Linked DNA regions of Aphis gossypii: region 2 is linked to region 1. The links are chromatin contacts, called in public Hi-C maps. All regions are on one chromosome and are shown on one strand. The core of a region is the stretch at or near the end of the contact, and the rest is flanking DNA. Distances in the headings are between cores, read along the strand shown.

The links. Hi-C and Micro-C count contacts between places; a contact is called where the count stands out from the background.
Region 2: a Hi-C map of whole body shows a contact between it and region 1, with 2.8 times the contacts expected there. The contact joins the promoter of LOC114127332 here to the promoter of LOC114127375 in region 1. A contact is called at or near these places in 2 of 2 Hi-C or Micro-C datasets (both in whole body).

Annotation. Positions count from the first base shown.
Region 1 is chr2:30,382,189-30,387,059 of ASM2018417v2, forward strand. It overlaps LOC114127375 (40S ribosomal protein S20), which reads left to right and starts at 3,025. Exons shown (of 3, transcript XM_027991599.2): 1 at 3,025-3,192; 2 at 4,594-4,693; 3 at 4,768-4,871. The coding sequence starts at 3,190. LOC114127374 (a long non-coding RNA gene) reads right to left here and starts at 2,862. Exons shown (of 3, transcript XR_003592671.2): 1 at 2,137-2,862; 2 at 1,265-1,407; 3 at 1-1,181.
Region 2 is chr2:30,644,143-30,649,013 of ASM2018417v2, forward strand. LOC114127332 (leucine-rich repeat-containing G-protein coupled receptor 4-like) reads right to left here and starts at 2,117. Exons shown (of 9, transcript XM_027991536.2): 1 at 1,419-2,117. LOC126550525 (a long non-coding RNA gene) reads left to right here and starts at 2,508. Exons shown (of 4, transcript XR_007604648.1): 1 at 2,508-2,738; 2 at 3,495-3,601.

The sequences.
Region 1 (4,871 bases), core at 1,775-4,274:
GAAATACTATCACCATAAATTTCTTTGAATTAAGGTTCCATGATATTTTAATAAGCCTTATGATTTTTCTGGGTAATTTTTAAGATTGTCCTTTGCAATATGACTTATCCAATTAGACTTTGATGTTTTATTTTGGTTAGATATGTCTGAACTTAGTAAACAAGAATATTCATGTGCAAATTGATTTATCAGATCCCCAGTTATCTACTTATACATTCTATTTCTAAATCATCAAATGGTTCATTAGCTGCTTCAAATTCTTCTATTGCTGTACCAAATGTCAACTCATTGTTATGAGTGACCAAAGAAAGTGAGTCAGGTAACAATTCACAATCTCGGACAACTTCACTATAATTAATAAACACTTGGAATCATTTAAGACTTTCTTCTGAATTATTTTTAAAATTGTTGTTTTTAGTAAAAACAAAGTTGAAATTCTTTCCCAGAATATACTATTTAAAACTATAAACAACAAAATGTATTTATAAATTTCCTCGGGTTTTTATATTAGTAAAATGAATAGTTGGCAGTATTTACTAATATTTTAAAATCAAGGGCATTTGTTCTATTATATGCAGATCTGGCTATATCCTTTAAAAAGCTAAAAAGGTTCTCAACTACATTTTGATTAAATTTCCTTGTTAGAAAATAATAGTCTTCGATCATTTAGATAGTTGAACAAATTGATAGTGATCTTTACATTCATTTGTTCAGGCTTCTTTGACATTAATGTGACGTTCTGTGGCTTTATGAACTAATTTAAGGTCTTACCCTGTATTTGAATTTAGTAACTCTTGATTGTATATTTTCCCCAATATACTTTCTATTGGGAAGAAAAAATCTTTTGAAAGAACATTTTAATTTATTTAAATATTCAATTTTATAAGTTTATATTAATTTAACCTGTCAAGGAAATGATTCCTAGCTAATTTTATTAAATGAGGTACGTGTGAAAACACATGTACATTGATATTAGAAATGCTTCAATGATGTGTTCTCCTCATCTACATTAAGAATATGCGTCAAGCCAATGTTTGTAGATTCATACCACTGACGGTTGCTACATCATAACCAACTTAATATAGTTCTTCTATAATTTTTAACAATATAATATCCATACTCTTTATCCTTAAGAGTATCATAATTATAATAGATTGGCTGCTCTCAATTTTCTATTTAACCTAATCAAATATAATATTTTAAACATTACACATTTTATAATTTTTTTTACAGGTAGGTTAAACAGTCGTCAAAAATATTTTACCTTTAACTACAACTGTTTGAACACACTTGTGTGACCCATACACTTTCTCATACTTTTTCATTTTTGTCATAGCATATTGATTGAGAAACATAACTCGTCAAATTATATCACTTTAATTTTCTGCTCCGAAGTTAAATGGACACCTTTAACATGTGAATTTATCAATATTATTTACACCTTAATAATAATATTTGGGCAGTAAAATATCATTTTATCCCAACAATTTATCTTCTTTACTAGTATACTACATCAGTGGTCTTCAACCGGTATGTCGCGATCCATTTTTGGATAGCGTAAGCTTTAAAATTGGGTCACGATAAGTCTTCTTTTTAAAATAAAAATTAAATTTATATCAGGTAAAAAAATAATTACACTGCTTACATGGGTCGCGAAAAATGTAGCCTTAAAAAAGTGGGTTGCAAATCCAAAAAAGTTGAAGGCCACTATACTACATTGTGAATTAGTGTTTTCAGTAAATGTTATATTATAATGCTTGCCTAATAGTATGTACCATCTTAGACTATAAATTATAATCAATAACAAATAATTAAATATTGGCTGCAAAATAATAACATTCATTTTAATTTCTTTTAATTTAAGAATCATCAGTATTTGAAGTCTAAAGCTTTGATGTGTTACAAGCATTTTCATCCAAGCCCTTAAAGATGCTAAAAAAATGTTCCAGTCCATCTGTATTCAATTTCCTGGTTAAAATGTATTCTAATGCAGAGTTTTTTAAATCAACTAACAAATTTTTCAAAGATGTCTTACTCTTACATGTAACTATTTCTATTAATAACGTAAGCTATTTGATAAATAATATTTAATAAAACAAAATGTATTGTTTATTTTAAAGGATATGAAATATTTACCTATTATTACCCTTTTGAAAAGGTAGTAATGATGTTTTACCATGTACTCTCATCTTTCATTGATTTTATGAATTTAGTCATCCTGTCAAGTAATTGATTCATTTTGAACATTTTCATTCAGACCATAACTTGATACCCCATTATTATATTTTTGTTGAGTGTTCAAAAAATCAAACCAGTCATTAAACAATGAAACTACTAGTGATGCCTGTTATATAAATGTAAACAATTTTATTATTAACACAAGTAACTGGAAAAATAATACTTGCTTCTTCCCATTTAAGTTTGTCTATATAAGTTGTACACCACATGACCATACAAATTGTAGTACAAGTTCATACAAGAGTATTTTGTTCTTTAGATTGATGTGAAAGGTGGTTAGGAGTCATATTGACTGGATGGGTTATTCAGCGCGATTCACTCGGTATAATGGTATGGATGGGTGGGCCCAGGTATTTATAGATACTGATCATTGCCATAAACTCAAATTTGATTAGTTTTTAATTTTAGAATGAATATTAATTTAGTACTCGTTAACTTGAAAATTACATCGTTATTGAAGCACTCACCTGTAGTACTATGAGATATGAACTTGAATTCTTTATTTATTTAACATTAACGTTAGTATAAATAATAATTAATAGTTAAAAAAATATTTAAACGAAAGATTAACCTAGTACAGAAGTGCCGGGGCCCGCGAACGGCCCACAGACAATAATTGAACATATTATTGGCAATTGGCTATTGCCTACATCACATTATCACAACTACAATTTATCATTCATAACTGATTATGAAATACATGGGTACCACGGTGAACACGTTGTCGGCACTGGGCATAGGCTTACCCTGCATACCGAATTGTTACCAAAGTACGTCCGTGGTCCGCCTACCACTATTATTCCATACACGATAACATAACCTAACAATTCCACTCGACATATTCTCTCCTTTGCGATCGGTTTTCCACGTTTGGTGATTTTTAGTCGTTCGTGATTCGGACCGTTTCCGTTCATTTTCGTCGTCAGCTTGCTGTATCGAAGACATTCAATCATGGTGAGTATTACATGACCGTATTAATTGGCTATCGCTTTTAGTTCAAGCTTTTGACAGGTTCCAGAAAACTAAAACGAAACTCGACGCGTACCTGTCTTGTTATAATCAAATGCGGTAAAATTCTGTCTTCCGGCGGTGGACGCCATACGAAAAGTACTCGATTTATGTTGTCGTGGTTTCCAAAAACCATTTTTGATCGCTGTTATCGTATCATCGCAAACGGTTTCAATTTTCTTTCACTACACGGACACGACCATATCTTAACTCACTGATGTACTAATAGTCAATAATAAAAACTATATTACCAGCATACAACTTGTATGATTTACTATTAGTCGCCCCTTGACCCTCCCCAGTGTGCTGTCTAAAAGTTCTTAATTTTTGGTCAACTTAAAGTAATTCTCCAACTATGTCGTTTAATCTCTGTTGATGTTATTGTTCAAATTAACGATTTACAAATAATTCTCCTAAATTGTTACTACTAAGATGCTACCTAGTAAGGCTATACATCTGTGCGTATTATTGAATATTTCACTTTTTCTGATTTTTGTATGCACTCATGTTTACATTTTATAGAGCATAATAATATTCCATGTTAAGACTGTTCAGGTTACTGTGGACAGTACTTAAATATTAGTTTTGAAATCAATTATTATAGGTCCCAAGTGTTATTATTGATTTATTGTTTTCATCTTAAAATCCATAAAATTATAGATAATTTTATTTACTCACATAGATTATCATTGAGGCTGATTTATCTCTTCTACTTAATAATAAGATGCATAAATCATTTATGTTTTTTCATATTTAGATATTGTAATTTTTAATAACCTAATTAATTTGAATGTACCTAGTAAACTTCAGACTATTTTGTTCAATTGAACTTAATGTTCTTATTTCTTAAAGTGTTAAATCATTTTTTACTTATTTATCATGTGATTGTATGTAATGATTTAGGAAATGTTCTCTACAATTACTTATTTTTTAGATACACAAACTTTTATGATAAGTTGAAACATTTTCTTTTATTTGTTCAAATTTTCAGTCAATTAATATGATGTATATTTTGCTTACTACAATTTAAAGAAAAACGATTTTTTTTTTTTAAATAATTTAATTACAAATACCTAAATGTCAACAATTTTTTTTTTTTAATAGTATTTTTTATTAGATCTAACCATAGACATAGGATCTAACCTTATGGACATGCTCATTTATTAAATTAGATTTATTGGTTAGATTGGTTGATGAAAACATTTAATTTAACCGTATATTTGTATACAGATTAGTCTATTACTCGATAGGAAATAATTAAGGCATACCTATATTTTATCTTTATAACTATTATTTTCTCGTTAAAAATTTACTTGTTGATATAAAATTTTATTGTATCTGTTTAAGGATTTGGAATTTAAAGATGTGGAAAACACTCCTACTGATCAAAAGAGGCACAAAATCCGTATCACATTGACTTCCAAGAACATCAAAAGTTTGGAAAGTGGTAGGATATATTTTTATTGTTTATACATGTATAAACCTTAGTATATTACCTTATAATTGAAATATTCATTACAGTGTGCTCCGAGATGATTGCCGATATTAAGAAGAGGAAACTGCCAGTTAAAGGACCAGTACGTATGCCAACAAAATTCTTGCGTATCACAACTAGGAAAACACCT
Region 2 (4,871 bases), core at 867-3,366, 260 kb after region 1:
TTTCTAGTTTCGAAAAACACTGTGAATTATTTAATTCCATATAGTATCAAATATATGGCCCGCGGAATAGTGAGGTCGGTGCATGCTTTTAGTGTACCTACTAAAAAAAATATTAAAAATAACTATGTTATTGAGAATAAAATGTTGAAACATTACAATTTTCAGAAAAATAAACTCTACAAAATGACTTTTTTTGAAAATAATTAAATAAAAAATATATTTTTTTAAGTCCTTATCATGATGAATCTTTTAAAAAATAACTGCAAAATTATGATATTTCTACTATTTAAAGAGATGTCACAATAGATAAATCCTCATTGGACACCCTGCAGTATAATGTATATATTATATAAATCATCGTTGTTTTTTTTTTTTTTAAAAAAAAAAGGATCCCTGTTAAGTGATATGTTCCAAAATATTAAATTTATAAAAGGTGTATGTTATAGTTTTTAGAAAATAATAATATTAAAACTGTCTATTATCCTAATCATTATAAAACTTATAACAATAATAACTTTTTTAAGTATAACTATGTAAGAACTATATTATGCCTATTAGAGGAGTACGTTCGTAAAAATCGGTTCGCTTCAGTGGGTGAAAGCTAACCTAAACTTCAATTGCTTTCCCTAAATTTCTTTAAAAAATTATGATTTCTTTAAACAAAAAAAAATCATTAGATATCCATTACCGATATCATGTTATAAAAACCTGTTGCTTTAAAAACTTTTCATTTGAGTAAAGAATTAACAACCAATATATACAGGACTATAAATACCGTAATTCTCATCGCAGTTTTCGTCGGTTTTTCGTTTTTGCAGCGCATTTATTATAAATAATATTCAAATGTCGTGTCGTTGCTGTACATCCCCAACTAAAATCGATGAAAATATACCTAATATATGTATTATGTATACCGTTTATGTAATATTTTAGTCCCGCGTGTCCTGTGTCACTGTATTCATTTAGGCGATATAATTTCACAACACTATTTTAAATTTGTCGACTTCGATGACTATGATTTTGTCGTTATAAACGCCCGGGACTATTGTATACTATCATAACGACACGAGACGAAAACTTTACGCGGCTGGCGGCAAAGGTACAACTTCCTTGACAGAAGCGTATTTTATTTTATGCGTCTTTGCTAACCCGCGCAAACAAAGCGCGGTAGCCGGTCGACGGAAACGACGCGCAGCGGCCTTGGACACATTTTTGCCGCGTCCGTTCGTCCGACATAATATTATATATACTGTGGTGTCAAGTAAACGCGTTTCTCCACGATAAGGAGATTTTTACAATTCGTTCATTTGTCAACGATTTCTCAGTCAACGTGGCAATAACAGTATACGATATAAAAACAATAATATATAATATATATATTAAGCGCAAAACGACGGCAAAATGAATTTTGTGCTTACTGAACATCATCCGACGACGACGACGACTACGTTACGACCAAGAGACGGCGGCGTTTCAGTCCTCGTTCGCGGTCCACTGTGATTGGAAGACGACGGCGGATCGATGTAAATAACGACTTTTCGACTTTCGCGGTAAGCGCACTATTACACCAATTATGTTGAACTTAAAATACTATATAATATTATATTAAACCGTACGACGGGTCCCGCGCACGGTGCGCGACGGGTTGTAAAAAAAAAAAAAAACGAAAATGCCTATGACGCGCCGAAGACCGCGAGCCGACGGGTCTCACCTCTCCGAGAAGATGAAAAGAGAACCGCGTGCAACGAAAATCTGTCGCGAAGGGCAGTTTTTTAATAATTTATACCTATTATATACTACACGTCTTATGTATTGTACTCGTGTTTGTGTTCGGTAGCCGGCCGACGTGCGAAACGCGTAAAATCGTATTATAATGTTTATAAAAAACGTCAATGCGATGATTGAATATCGTCTCGAATCCGTTCCGGGTGCGCGTCGTGGCGTGAAATGCGTTGCGTGCGCGCTGCAAATGCTATCAAACTGACCCGCGCGGATCGGCAAAGGGGACACACGTCAAGAATATACGCTTTTAAATGGACCGACCGACCGACCGACGGGAATAGCAATAAACACGAATTACACGAGCGCGCGCACTCGCACGCGATAAGTACCTATATACCATATTATTAAAATATACGTCTTTATACCACACATGTGTGTGTGTGCGTATAATATATTATGATAGCGTATAACGTACACTTGTATACAGGGTGCACCTTGAGCGAGTGATATGATTTCAACGGATAATATTGTCAAAAATCCTCCGGATACGCCCTGTACACGAATGCGTGCGAGTGCGTGAGCTCAATGCTCGACTACGGACGACTAAACTTATTTTGATATAATAATATACATATTATATTGTTGTGTTCGAATCGTTTCTCTGTCTCTCTTCCTCTCTCGGTCTCTCTCTCTCTCTCTGGCAGCGACTCCGTTTTTTCCTACTTATACTCTTGTTCTCGATTAGCGATTTATTACGATTTATATCACTTTACATTATATTATATGATGATGATGACATCATTGACGTCGCACAGTGTAGTTGACGCCGACGTGTAGGTATATACCAGCTAAAACACATCACGATAATATCATACAATCAGTGACGGTGGCGAATCGTACCTTATTAAAATGTTTAATATATTACAATAATAATAATAATAATATGAAATATTGTGTGCGCAATCCGCTGGGAGACGGTCGTGTTTTCGAAATGCAAACGCCAAACGTATCCATAGGTAGGTACACGCCACGTAAAGGTACACATAGTATAATAATGTCTATATGAAGTAATATCTAAACTTTTAATAATATTATAATAACATGCGCATTCCGTGTATTATATACATTGTAATATTGTGTACAACTATGTAATAAATATATTATATATATCCTCTAAATACCAACGCTGCCGCCCTGAAATCGTATGATATTATGCGTCATATAATACTCGTATTGTACGCGATGTTTTACACACATTTACATAATATATAATACTGTTGGAATAATATATCTTATAATCGTCATAATAATCTGTTTAGGTTTTAAACCGATTGGAATCGATAAATTCTTCCTTTCGGTTCCAATATAACGTTAAGTGTAATAATGTGTTTAAAATAATAACGTAATGGTCATTTGATAGTCGTTAGTCATTGTTAGCATTTGGTCTTTGACAACGTTAATTTTAAATAACGTGATAAAATGATTAAGTGTAATGAGTTTATTCGAGAAACAAACTAGATGTGCCTACCTGTCCTGTATAGTCTAATAGGCTACAGTGTAGATTTTAATACACGTATTAAGGTCCCCCCCACACACTGCAGCGATGGGGGGACCTTTATACATCTACATATTTACATAAAGTAAACCATTATTTGTTTCAAAAATCATTTTTTGTTTCAAATTCTAGCATTTTACATTTCATTAAAAAATATTTAATAGATATCGTGGTTTTATTTATAAATTAAATAATCGAGGCAACCGACATTTTGCAGGAAAACAATCTGGTTTATCAAATGCGCGATTTGCCTACAGTAAGGAGCGCAGCCACCGTTAGCCGTTGCAACCTTGATAATCAAGCTTGAATAAGCTTCGTAAATAGGTAATTAACTGTTTTAAATATTAAAAATCAAATTTAATTCGATATAAACTATTTGGGTAAATAAAGATTTTTAAATAACTTAGTTATAACTTATAACAATCTATTGATGGTTATCTAAATGTATATATAATCTAAAATATATATACATTTAGCGTTAAAACACTTAATAGAATTTATTTAAAAAAACTATATTTGGTCAATCGTAAAATGTAAATTTAGAACTTAAAATTATAGTATTAGTAAACGTTTAAAGTAAACAAGATTATTTTTGTGAAATCACAATTAAATAAAGAAAATAGATTTTGCGTTTAAGAATTATTTTAATGACTTAAATGTCTTAAATTATTTCATTTTTCAATAGATTTTCGTTACATTTATATAAAATAGGCCATAGCATCGAAGTTATGAATTATTTTTTATGAGACATAAATACATAATAATTACTATAGAAAAAAATACGTATACCAACTACAATACTCCTATGTTAGGAAAATAAACAGTCTGAAATCCTTAACAATCACCTTCTGAGATCTGACTTAATACCTTTACTGAAAATGTTCTCCTTATATAAATAAGTAACTTAATAATTACAATGACTTTCCGACTATTTAATCACTGCAGTAGGGAAATTAAAAAAATTCTTAGAGAGGTTAATGGTTTCAGTACTCTTATAATATTCTACAAGACGTATAATATAGTATAACATTATAGGTATTAAGTCAGAAAAAATTTATAAAGCATTAATATTTTATATAAATGCATACAAATATTAAATCTCGTGAATTATATAATTTATTAAACTGAGTTTCTTCAAAATTAGTTGAGGGAGGGATTACGATAATGAGTAAAATTTTCTATGAATAAGGTACGTATAATTCAAAATATATTCATAAAATCATGTATTTCCGAAAATGTATGTTCATTGAATTAGTTTGATACCAACATATTTTATATTATTCAAAAATACGTTTAGTAGTAATTTATTTTAACATTCGTTAATCGTTATTAGAGTTAATTATTTTTATAAAAGATAAAAAAAATTATAATTGTGTATAATAGGTAGGTATTAAGTATTGTTTATGGACTTTAGACGAAACCGGAAACTAAGATAGATATTGTTTTCAACTTTTATAGATTGGCTTTAACTATTGCACATACTTACTGAACTATGATCTGGAATGTGCCAAATGATTTAAACTGTGTAGGTATCCATCTACTTGGCTTCTTACAGTATTTAAGAAAACAGAGTACTTTGAATACTTAAATTACA